Regions from separate parts of the Mus musculus genome. Here region 1 is linked to region 2. Evidence: chromatin contacts called from public Micro-C data. All regions are on one chromosome and are shown on one strand. The core of a region is the stretch at or near the end of the contact, and the rest is flanking DNA. Distances in the headings are between cores, read along the strand shown. Region 1 holds the start of Snrnp48 (small nuclear ribonucleoprotein 48 (U11/U12)). Region 2 overlaps Ssr1 (signal sequence receptor, alpha).

Region 1 (4,873 bases), core at 1,603-4,102, 230 kb before region 2:
AAGGGTCTTTGAAATCCCAGAGTTCTCTCTAGCCCCAGTGCCACTTGACCAATTCAGAACGTCACTGTTCCTTCTCTGGATTACAACAGCTATCTTACTGCTCCCCATCTCTGCTTCCAGGATGGCTGCTCTCTACTACATTCTACTACACTCTCCACCATGTAGCCATTTTGGAAACCCCAGCTCTCCCATTTACTAACTATAAGAGGTAATATAACTAACTTCTCCTTGAGCTACTTTCTTTTTCTAAAAAAAGAAGCAATGGACCCTTATCTCACAAAGATATCATGAAGATTAAATAAATATAAATATCTGGGTTTATACACAGAAACCATTTGAAGTAGGGCTTGGTACTCTGCACTAAATACATATTAGTGGGTATTTTATTAAAACACAAATTTAATTTGGATATTCCCTGACTTAAAGTCTGTCTATGCCTCCCCTGTTGCCATTGTTTTTTCATAAAAAGGCAAACAAACAGAAAACAAGATTCTCCAATGTGCCTGACAAGGGCCTTTATAAGGCTCCTTATAACCTATACAGCCCCTACCTGCTACCATTGTACTTCCCATTTAGATCATGGAGCAAAGGCGGGGCTACAAGCAATTCTCCTCCTCATGTTCTAACCATCCTTAAGCACTTGAGGCTCTCTAATCTTATCATCTAAGCCAGGACTTCTAGGTCTGCTGATGCTTTCTCTGTGCTTGACCTAACTAATTCTACTCAGTTGTTGTTGTTGTTGTTGTTGTTATTTTGGTCAGGGCTGGGGAGATGTCTCAGTAAAAGAAGCAAAAGGACTGGAGTTCAAATCCTTAGAACCCATGCAAAAAATGGGTATGGTTAATATGCACCTGCAATTTCATTGTTCCCACAGAGATAGAAGATAGAAGGGAAAATAGCCAGAAGCTCACAGGCCAGCTAGAATGATGATGGCAATATCAAGACAACAAGAGACCCGAAACAAGGTAAAAGTTGAGGACCCATTACCCAGGCCATACCCCCACACATATCCATAAGTTTGTTTTTTTTTTTTAAGATTTGTTTATTCATTATATGTAAGTACATTGTAGCTGTCTTCAGACACTCCAGAAGAGGGCGTCAGATCTTGTTACGGATGGTTGTGAGCCACCATGTATGTGGTTGCTGGGATTTGAACTCTGGACCTTCGGAAGAGCAGTCGGGTACTATTACCCACTGAGCCATCTCACCAGCCCCCATAAGTTTTTTAAAGGCTTATTCATTTAGGTATTTTATGTATATGAGTGTTCTTCCTGTATACCTGCACACCAGAAGAGGGCATCAAATCCCATAGGGTTTGATGAGCCATCATGTGGTTGCTGGGATTGAACTCAGGACCTCTGGAAGAGGAACCAGCACTCTTAACCGCTGAGCCATCTCTCTAGCCTAGCCCCACGCAGATTTTAAAGAATATACTTTTCTAGATGCTTTTTCTGACCCATCATAGTCTATAATAACCAGTACTACAAAAATTTCAACTCCCCCCATTACAGACTTTGCCACACAATAACAGCTGTCATTTCTTTACCCCTCCCCCCACTGTTACCATGACAAACTCTACAAGTGCACATGAAACATGGAAATTGATTAATTATCTGGACTAGTCTCAAAACTATCAATGTCATTTACCAGATTTTTTAAGCCAGTTACAACAGTGAGTATCAGATAATCATGTACTTCACGGTTTACTGGATAATCTGGGAGTTTTACAATGGACTTTCATATAGCGGTTAAGCAAAATACACCTCAGAAATCAGAAGGCCTGCAAGTCCCAGTTGCCAATCCCACTGGGATGTTTTTGTTTCTTCATTTGTAAAATGCTGCCAATTATTCTAGCCTCCTTGGGATACGAATTTTAAATGAAGTAACGCAGTGCCATTTAGAACGTGTTAAGTGTTAATATCACGATGTTGTCTAATATCTCGATAATAAATGAAGGAGTGGTGGGGCCCTCCATTCTCAATGGTCTGGAAATTTCATAAAATTATCAATTCATACCTCAAACTTTTTCAGTTGTCCCCCAAATCCATTTTTACAGCATCGTTACTAGGCTTTAAGCCATGAACTATATTGGTTAATTCACAACTCCAAATATACTTGTAAAGGTACAATGAAGGGTTTTTTTTCTTTCCAATTTCCACTTCAATTTTAAGACAATGGTGATTAGCTTGTACGTAAATTGCATATATCTTAAATATTTCCATCGACATATGACTTAAACCTTGTTACTGCATCATAGTAAATGAAGAGGGTATAAGAAATCACCGCGCAACGCAAATTCCCTCTATCCTGCACCTATTAAATAAGTCAGGATAATTCACTCTAATACACTCCTTAGGGGTCCGCTACTAGCTACCATTCCTTGGTGGCGCCCTTTAATCGTCCCACAATCGGTCCTGTCCGAGTGGGAAGCGTCCGGGTTTAAGATAGAGAAAAGTGAACACTGAATCTAACGCAATGCAGAATCCTTATATCATGACGAAGCAAATCGCCAACCTCAGCAGCAGCGCCCCCGGGATATGCACCGGACGAGCCCTGTCCTCCCCTGCATCGCACCGGGATGGAGAGAAGTGGGCTCCCCGGGCGCCTTTCCCACGGCGAGAAGTCAGCGGCCCGGGAAAGGCCGGGCAACCTCGCCCCTCACCTCGGCCTCCGCCTCGTCCCCGGGGTCCAGCTGATCCAGGCTCCATCCCAGGGACGCCGTCACCTCCTCCAGCGTCCGGCAGCAGCTCTCCACAAACTCGCTCAGCTCCTCCTGGAGCCGACGCCGCTCTTCCAGAGGAGGAGGTTCGGTCTCCATGATGGCAGCTCACCTCAGGCAGGAAGAGGCGGAACTGCTGGGCGCGCACGAGCTTCTGGGCGCGCACGGGCTTCTGGGAGCCGTGGGCGGGGCCCCGGGATGGCGCCAGCCTATCGGGAAGAGCCGACGGGCAGGGCGGAAGCGGTAGTTTTGAAAGGTGTTTCCACGCTCTTCTGGGTTTAGTTTGCGTAGCAGGTTAGAACTTGCGTCCCAGCTTTGAGCATCATTCCGCTGCTCCTTCGATGTTTTTAGGAGAAATTATTTATATCGGCAGGAAAGTTTAAAGAACAACACAGAAAGTGTCAGTGTAGCCTTTCTCCAGCTCATTAGCGTTTTCCCTCTTACAATTACTTCTAGATTCTTTATCCCAAATGCTATTATGCACATCCTCAGAACATTTTCCTACATAATCACAATGCATGATCAAACAGAAAATTCCTGAAACGGCTCTTCAAATTCTTTTTAAAGCAATTTATTATGTTTTAACCAATTGGCTATAATTGGTTATTATTTCTTAATTTAGAACAGGACTGGTTAAGAGCATTGACTGCTCTTCCAGAGGTGTCCTGAGTTCAGTTCCCAGGAACCACAAGGTGGCTCACAACCATCTAAAATGGGATCTGATACCCTCTTCTGGTGTGTCTGAAGACAGCTACAGTGTACTCCTATACATTAGATAAATAGATAGATAGATATATCTTTAAGAAAGAAAGGAAGAGGGCTGGTGAGATGGCTCAGTGGGTAAGAGCACCCGACTGCTCTTCCGAAGGTCCGAAGTTCAAATCCCAGCAACCACATGGTGGCTCACAACCACCCGTAATGAGATCTGATGCCCTCTTCTGGTGTGTCTGAAGACAGCTACAGTGTACTTACATATAATAAATAAATAAATCTTTGAAAGAAAGGAAGGAAGGAAGAGAGAGAGCCAGGCTCTTGGCCAGCACTTGGAAGGCAGACACTTGGGAGGCAGATTTCTGAGTTCGAGGCCAGCCTGGTCTAAAGTGAGTTCCAGGACAGCCAGGGATATACAGAGAAACCCTGTTGTGTGTGTGTGTGTGAGAGAGAGAGAGAGAGAGAGAGACTGTGCTGGGGTATCTAAGAGACCAAATTCCTGTCTGAGTTACATTTGGCTTCTCCTCCTGAGAGTGGTGGTCCTGAATTCGAAATCACTAGGTGGTCATTGGCCACACTGTATTCACTGAGACTAAATGTTAGTTCAGTGACAGTTTAACAGTTTGTAAAGCATCCTGTTAACAACATAGAATACTGTAACTCTCAGGTAGTAACATGCTGTCTTGAATATTTTTCATGTAAAAAGTGCATTTTATGATATTTTGCATATATGTCTGTGTACCACATGGATGCCTGTTGCCAGAGTAGCAGTTAGCTATGCAGTCATTTTTCTAAAAGGGGAATTTGATATAGATAAGCTCAATTCAATAAAAACCAAATATAAACATTTTTGTTTATAATAAAATTATCAAAAGCAGGTTTATGAGTCATCCTGGAACTCACCATGTGGTTGTGTCAAATAACCAATTTAATAACAAGTGTGTCAGAAGCAGAAACCTTATGGATGATCACGGCGTGCTTATCTAAAGAAAGGTCATTGCTAATAAAGACACACGCTACATGTTCATAATAAAAATCACATGAAAAAAACACTATTGTCACAGGCATACTCAGAGGCCCAACTCAGGCGATTCTAGATTTTGTCAGCTTCACAGTTAACACTAACCACCATAGTATAGTGTTCTGTTCACATCTTAAAACTTAATTCATAGGTGGGGGTGGGGGTGCTGAGGCTGGGGGGAGGGGGAGGGGAAATGAATTAAGTTTTAAAATTGAGCATTATTATTTCATTATCATAATAGTTCCTGTTACTATCCAAATTTGTCTGAATTTGGCCAGTGGAAGTCATCTTCTTCCATCCCCCATGTCTTTGACACAGCTCTTTTATTATAGTGTCATGCACTTTGCTTTATACACAAGTGTATCTCTTCCCTTGTACGACTCCACATTTAATCTTCCTGTATTGTTTTGATCCCTAGAACT
Region 2 (4,495 bases), core at 490-2,989:
ATAAGTTGACTTGAGTCATCCCTGCCTGACCTAGCGACTTCACTTGGCATTGTTGTCACACTTACAAGAAGTTACAGTAATGTTGAATGGGACTTGTAAGAGGCTTCCTTCCCTCTGTCTTTGAAGCCATATTCTGCCTGCGTGTATTATAAGGAAGTGGTAATTTCAGTAGCTTTTCTATTCCTGACCTTTTTCATTCTTGTTTTCTTGTGGTCCAATCCCTTCCACACACAGCTAAAGGAAAGCTACAAAATAAAACACACACAGAAACAAACTTATAAGCTGTTTAACGTGTAAGCCAAAGCCAATAATGATTGAAGGTTTTCTGTGTCTTCTGTAATTGTTAATCACTTTGCAAAAGGGGGTGAAATGTCAAATTGCCTGTATTTGCATTTCTGGACTGTAAACTTTGTATGTAATATAATGTGTGTGGTTTTTAATTGAGCTGTATAATCTGTTTATTTTGAGGCCTACAGAACTGTATGGTTTTTTTACTTAATGTAATATAGGGGACCCTTCTCATTCTCAAAAAAACATTTTCCAAAACCTCTGAATATCTAAATTTGGTAAGCTACTGTAACATACTACAGTAAGGTATAAGTAATTAAAACCTTTAAATGGCCCATAGTGTTTAACTAAAAACCTGATAAAACATGGGGAGGTGGAGGGACTACTACACTTAAAAGCTGCCACGTCGTCATCCCTGAGTAACTGCCTTATAGTCCAGCTCTGTGTGTCTGAGGTCCGAATTAGAGCCTTGGGAGTGTAGGATGTATTACTTCTTAGTGTAGACTGGGAACAGTTGACAACTTGAGTCTTCAGGTGCCAGGCGTCTACTATAGCATCAGTAAGTATTTAGCAGAAACTAACTCCATAATGAATGGAATTCAATTCCACACATGGTTTGTTCAAGCACACTTAATAAGTAGTCTACTTTTAAATGTCTTTTTTTAAAAATGTAAATACTTGGATGAAGCTTTTCTTTGTTTCAATATAGTCATTTACATCATGAACATTGTTTTCAGAATTTATCTTTTGAACAAGTTGGCTTTAGAATCTGTCAAGTGAATGTAAGGATCACGAGTATCAAACTCTGTCACTGGACATTGAGAAGAGTGGACTAAAGCGCGGACCCGCTAGCTCAGGTTGTATGGCTTCATCATTTGGATCATGTGCTGTGTGTAGTAAGGGAGCTGTCCGCCAAAGCTTGGCCTGAGAGGTTTGGAAAGGAGAAGTGAGTGAGGCTCAGTATAAAAGGCTACGGGGGAAGAATCAGGTAGAAATGAGACGTAGCAGTGACGTCAGAAAGTGGAACTTGGTAGGCATCAGCCTGGCATCATCATTAGAGCAGTGAGCACTAGAACACTGAGAGTGGAGGTGGAGGTGTGGTTACGCCCTTCCTGCAGTGTGCAGAGGCCTTCCTGCTCTTGATAGAAAGGACGGTGAGCTTGAGGGTGCATTTGACCCACGACTTTTGTTTGTGTTTATTTGGGGTCTTACAACCTTGAATTCCTTCAGTATGGTGTGAAATCATTACAGTTTAACTCAGAACAGTGTATATGCCCTCATCAAGACTGTGATAGACTAGATCCTTGATTTTTCTTTGAGCTCCAAAATTGTTAGCTTAAATGAAGTAGAGTTAAATTAGGTAGAGTTGAGGTACTTTACTTCCGTGGTGTTGGGTAGCATCGGCAGCCATGTAACGAGTCCGTGAACTTGGCCTGTGTTTCCTAAGTAAATCCTTACTCGGTTCAGAGAGGAGCAGCTGGTTCTCATTTCTTGTTAGCGGTGTGCTTGTATGCTTGTGATGGATGATAGATGCGAGGTTTCGCCTCTGCAAAGTACTTGCTAGGGTGCACAGGACTCAGCAGTTGCAGGTAGCTGAGCAATAGTTGGTTCAGGGCATTAATTGTATTGATGTCTGCTTGGTTCTGTCCCTTTTTCCTTTACACAAAACTAGACTGATTCTCTCTGAAGTGCTGGGAGTCTTTCTGGATTTTAGAATTGGGTGGGAACACACACACTGAGGCTGGGGACCCTGCAGTCAGTCGCCGTTGTAAGAAAGTGGGAAGGGAAGCTGGTTTGTTAAACGTGAGTCCTGAGCTGTGTTCTGCGGTGTCCTCCTATTTATGACTCCTTACAACAGCTCCCTGGGGCAGGCGCGTTGTCCTCTGTACATGGAAAAGAGCCACTGAATTGAAGTGACTTGGAGCCTAACTGTTAAATGTGGCTTCAGAAGTGGCTTTTAAACAAACAAACAAACAAACAAACAAAAAACCTTAGTGTGTTTTCCTTTCACGCATACATCATTTCAGAAATTTTACAAAACCAAGCATTTAGGCAGCTTACAAATCTTTATTTTCTAGAATCCAGCAGCTATAAAGTAGAGATGGTATTGGTATTGAATATACAGATGTGCTTGTACCATGCACACATTGAACACGCTTACCACCTAGCTCATGGGCACTGTGGGAAATGCATTGTGCATCTCTGTACTTAGCTCTGTGTGTGTGTGTGTGTGTATGTGTAGAATTACTTGAATAGGAGATTTAATTTTTATTCGTTAACCACAACACCCCATTAAATCTTCATTAAATAATATATGTTATATGTCTCCCTATTAAAACAGCCATGTTCTTTACAAACATGTGGCAGTGTGTGGTGGTTCATGCCTGTAATCCCAGCCCTGGGAAGGTTGAGGTAGAGGGAACACGGAGACAGATGCCTGGCAACATCATAAGTTCCCGTTTCAAAAACAGAAACCAGTATGTTTGGATTGTTTGATTGGATTTTGTGTTTAAGCTGAAATACCCATATTCATGTTAGAGATGGAGTGTATTATACAGGCAGGTTGGGGTTGGTTCAGGTCTGGGGTTACAAGACTTCTGATTTAGTTTCTATTCAGTTTGGGTTTTCTTTAGGCACAGTAAGACATCACAAAGAAACTCCAGTGCATCTGGAAAGCCCAGAGGATAGCTCTCTGGTGTTGAAGGCACAGGTAATTCGTGCCTGTGTTTTCCCCTAGATGGACTTCTGTAGGTGGTCGTGACAGTTTGTCCTCCCATTAGCATATCTCCCTCTGCCCCATTGTGAGCCCTGAGTCTTGTGTACGGTCTTGTCACACTTAGGTTGAAACCTGTTCCTACCTAAAGAAGCAACAGGGCAAGGTGAGTCTTAGTTTGAGGTCAGCCTGCTCTACTTGGTGTGTTCTAGACCAGCCAGAACTACATAGTGAGACCCTGGAATATAGTGAGTTCAAGACAAGAACTTGGGAGGGGGGCAGAAGGCTGGAGAGATGGCTCAGTGGTTAAGAGCACTGACTGCTCTTCCAAAGGTCCTGAGTTTAATTGCCAGCAACCACATGGTGGCTCACAACTGTCTATAAAAGAATCTGATGCCCTCTTCTGGTGTATCTGAAGACAGCTACAATGTACTCATATAAATAAATAAATCCTTAAAAGATAACAACTAAGCATGACAAAATAAAATATAATAAAAAAGACAAGGACTGGGAGCGTAGTAGCTCGGTTGACAATGTCCTTGCAAGCATGAGGATTTGGGGCTGGTCTCCAGAACCCATGTGCAAATGCCAGGTGTACCATGTTCTGGGGAAGTAGAGGGGCCAGGAGCCTCCCTGGACTTGTTGGCCAGCCCTGCCTCAAAGGTGGCAGTCACCCAAGGTTGTCCTCTGGCTTTCACATACCCTCATTAGAAAATGCAGGCTCGTTTTCACTTGTCATTTTTTGCCAGGGGACTGGCATGGTTCATAAATACTTAGGTGGGGCTGGAAAGAGGGCTCAGAGAGCGTTTAGTGCTCTTGAAGAGGACCCGAGTCAGTTCCTAACACCCATATTGGGTGGTTCAGAACAGCACTTCATATATATATGGTTGAAATAATTCCTTGTAAGATGAATAAAAATTCCTAGTATTGAACTCATTAGCCATGAAGCTGAATGAAAAGCTGTTGAGGTGTGATCTGTCCCCGTGGAAACTAGAAGGCACCTAGGTCTAAAGCTATGACCACTAATGAAAAGTTTATCCACAATCAGGTTCTTCATATGCTGAGTGAGAATGTGAAATTCTGCTTTTTTATTTGTTCTGTTAACTACAGACCACTAGTCAGTACAGCAATATCAAGAGGTGTTTCAAAATACTGTGTACTTAGAAAAGGGGAGGGGGAGGCCACATAGCACCAGAGTTCAGATTCCAGGGTCGCAGTTAGAGGCAACTTTGGTTTCTTCTCTGATGGGTTGCCTTCTGCCCCCTGGGTGGTTAGGTGTTTCTGGAGTCAGATGCATGCAGTGTGTCTTTTACACAACCACCCGTGACTGGTGGCTCCTCCTGTGAATGTGTGGTACTGTTGCACTGCCCATGAAGTACAGGGAGGGGCGACAGGGTGCTTCGTGGATGTAGATGAGAAGGAATACAGTCCACTAACTATGCAAGGACAGTTCTTTCTTGGAAGAAGAGTAAAAGTGCTAAGTGTGTGTGGGTG

What was found. A called contact is a pair of places that touch in the nucleus more often than the background predicts.
Region 1: a contact with region 2 is called in a Micro-C map of palatal mesenchyme, with 2.3 times the contacts expected there. The contact joins the promoter of Snrnp48 here to the enhancer-like site in region 2. A contact is called at or near these places in 13 of 39 promoter capture datasets (the 3T3-L1 cell line, the HPC-7 cell line, cranial neural crest and 8 more), 74 of 484 Hi-C or Micro-C datasets (B cells, the Ba/F3 cell line, the C10 cell line and 44 more), 3 of 115 datasets of contacts at active chromatin or transcription factors (effector CD8 T cells, extraembryonic endoderm stem cells and regulatory T cells) and 2 of 9 other capture datasets (embryonic stem cells and liver).

What each region holds. Positions count from the first base shown.
Region 1 is chr13:38,202,918-38,207,790 of GRCm38.p6, reverse strand. It overlaps Snrnp48 (small nuclear ribonucleoprotein 48 (U11/U12)), which reads right to left and starts at 2,852. Exons shown (of 9, transcript NM_026382.2): 1 at 2,663-2,852. The coding sequence starts at 2,818.
Region 2 is chr13:37,974,140-37,978,634 of GRCm38.p6, reverse strand. It overlaps Ssr1 (signal sequence receptor, alpha), which reads left to right. Exons shown (of 8, transcript NM_025965.4): 8 at 1-4,495. It overlaps Gm52041 (a long non-coding RNA gene), which reads right to left. Exons shown (of 2, transcript XR_003950625.1): 2 at 4,093-4,495. Among named protein-coding and RNA genes, the nearest start is that of Gm52041, 10 kb to the right of the region's middle. Within about 2 kb of position 1,739, at least 2 of the 459 cell types and tissues checked have an H3K27ac peak or open chromatin away from gene starts, as enhancers often do. A contact at or near this core is called in palatal mesenchyme, where this site is marked.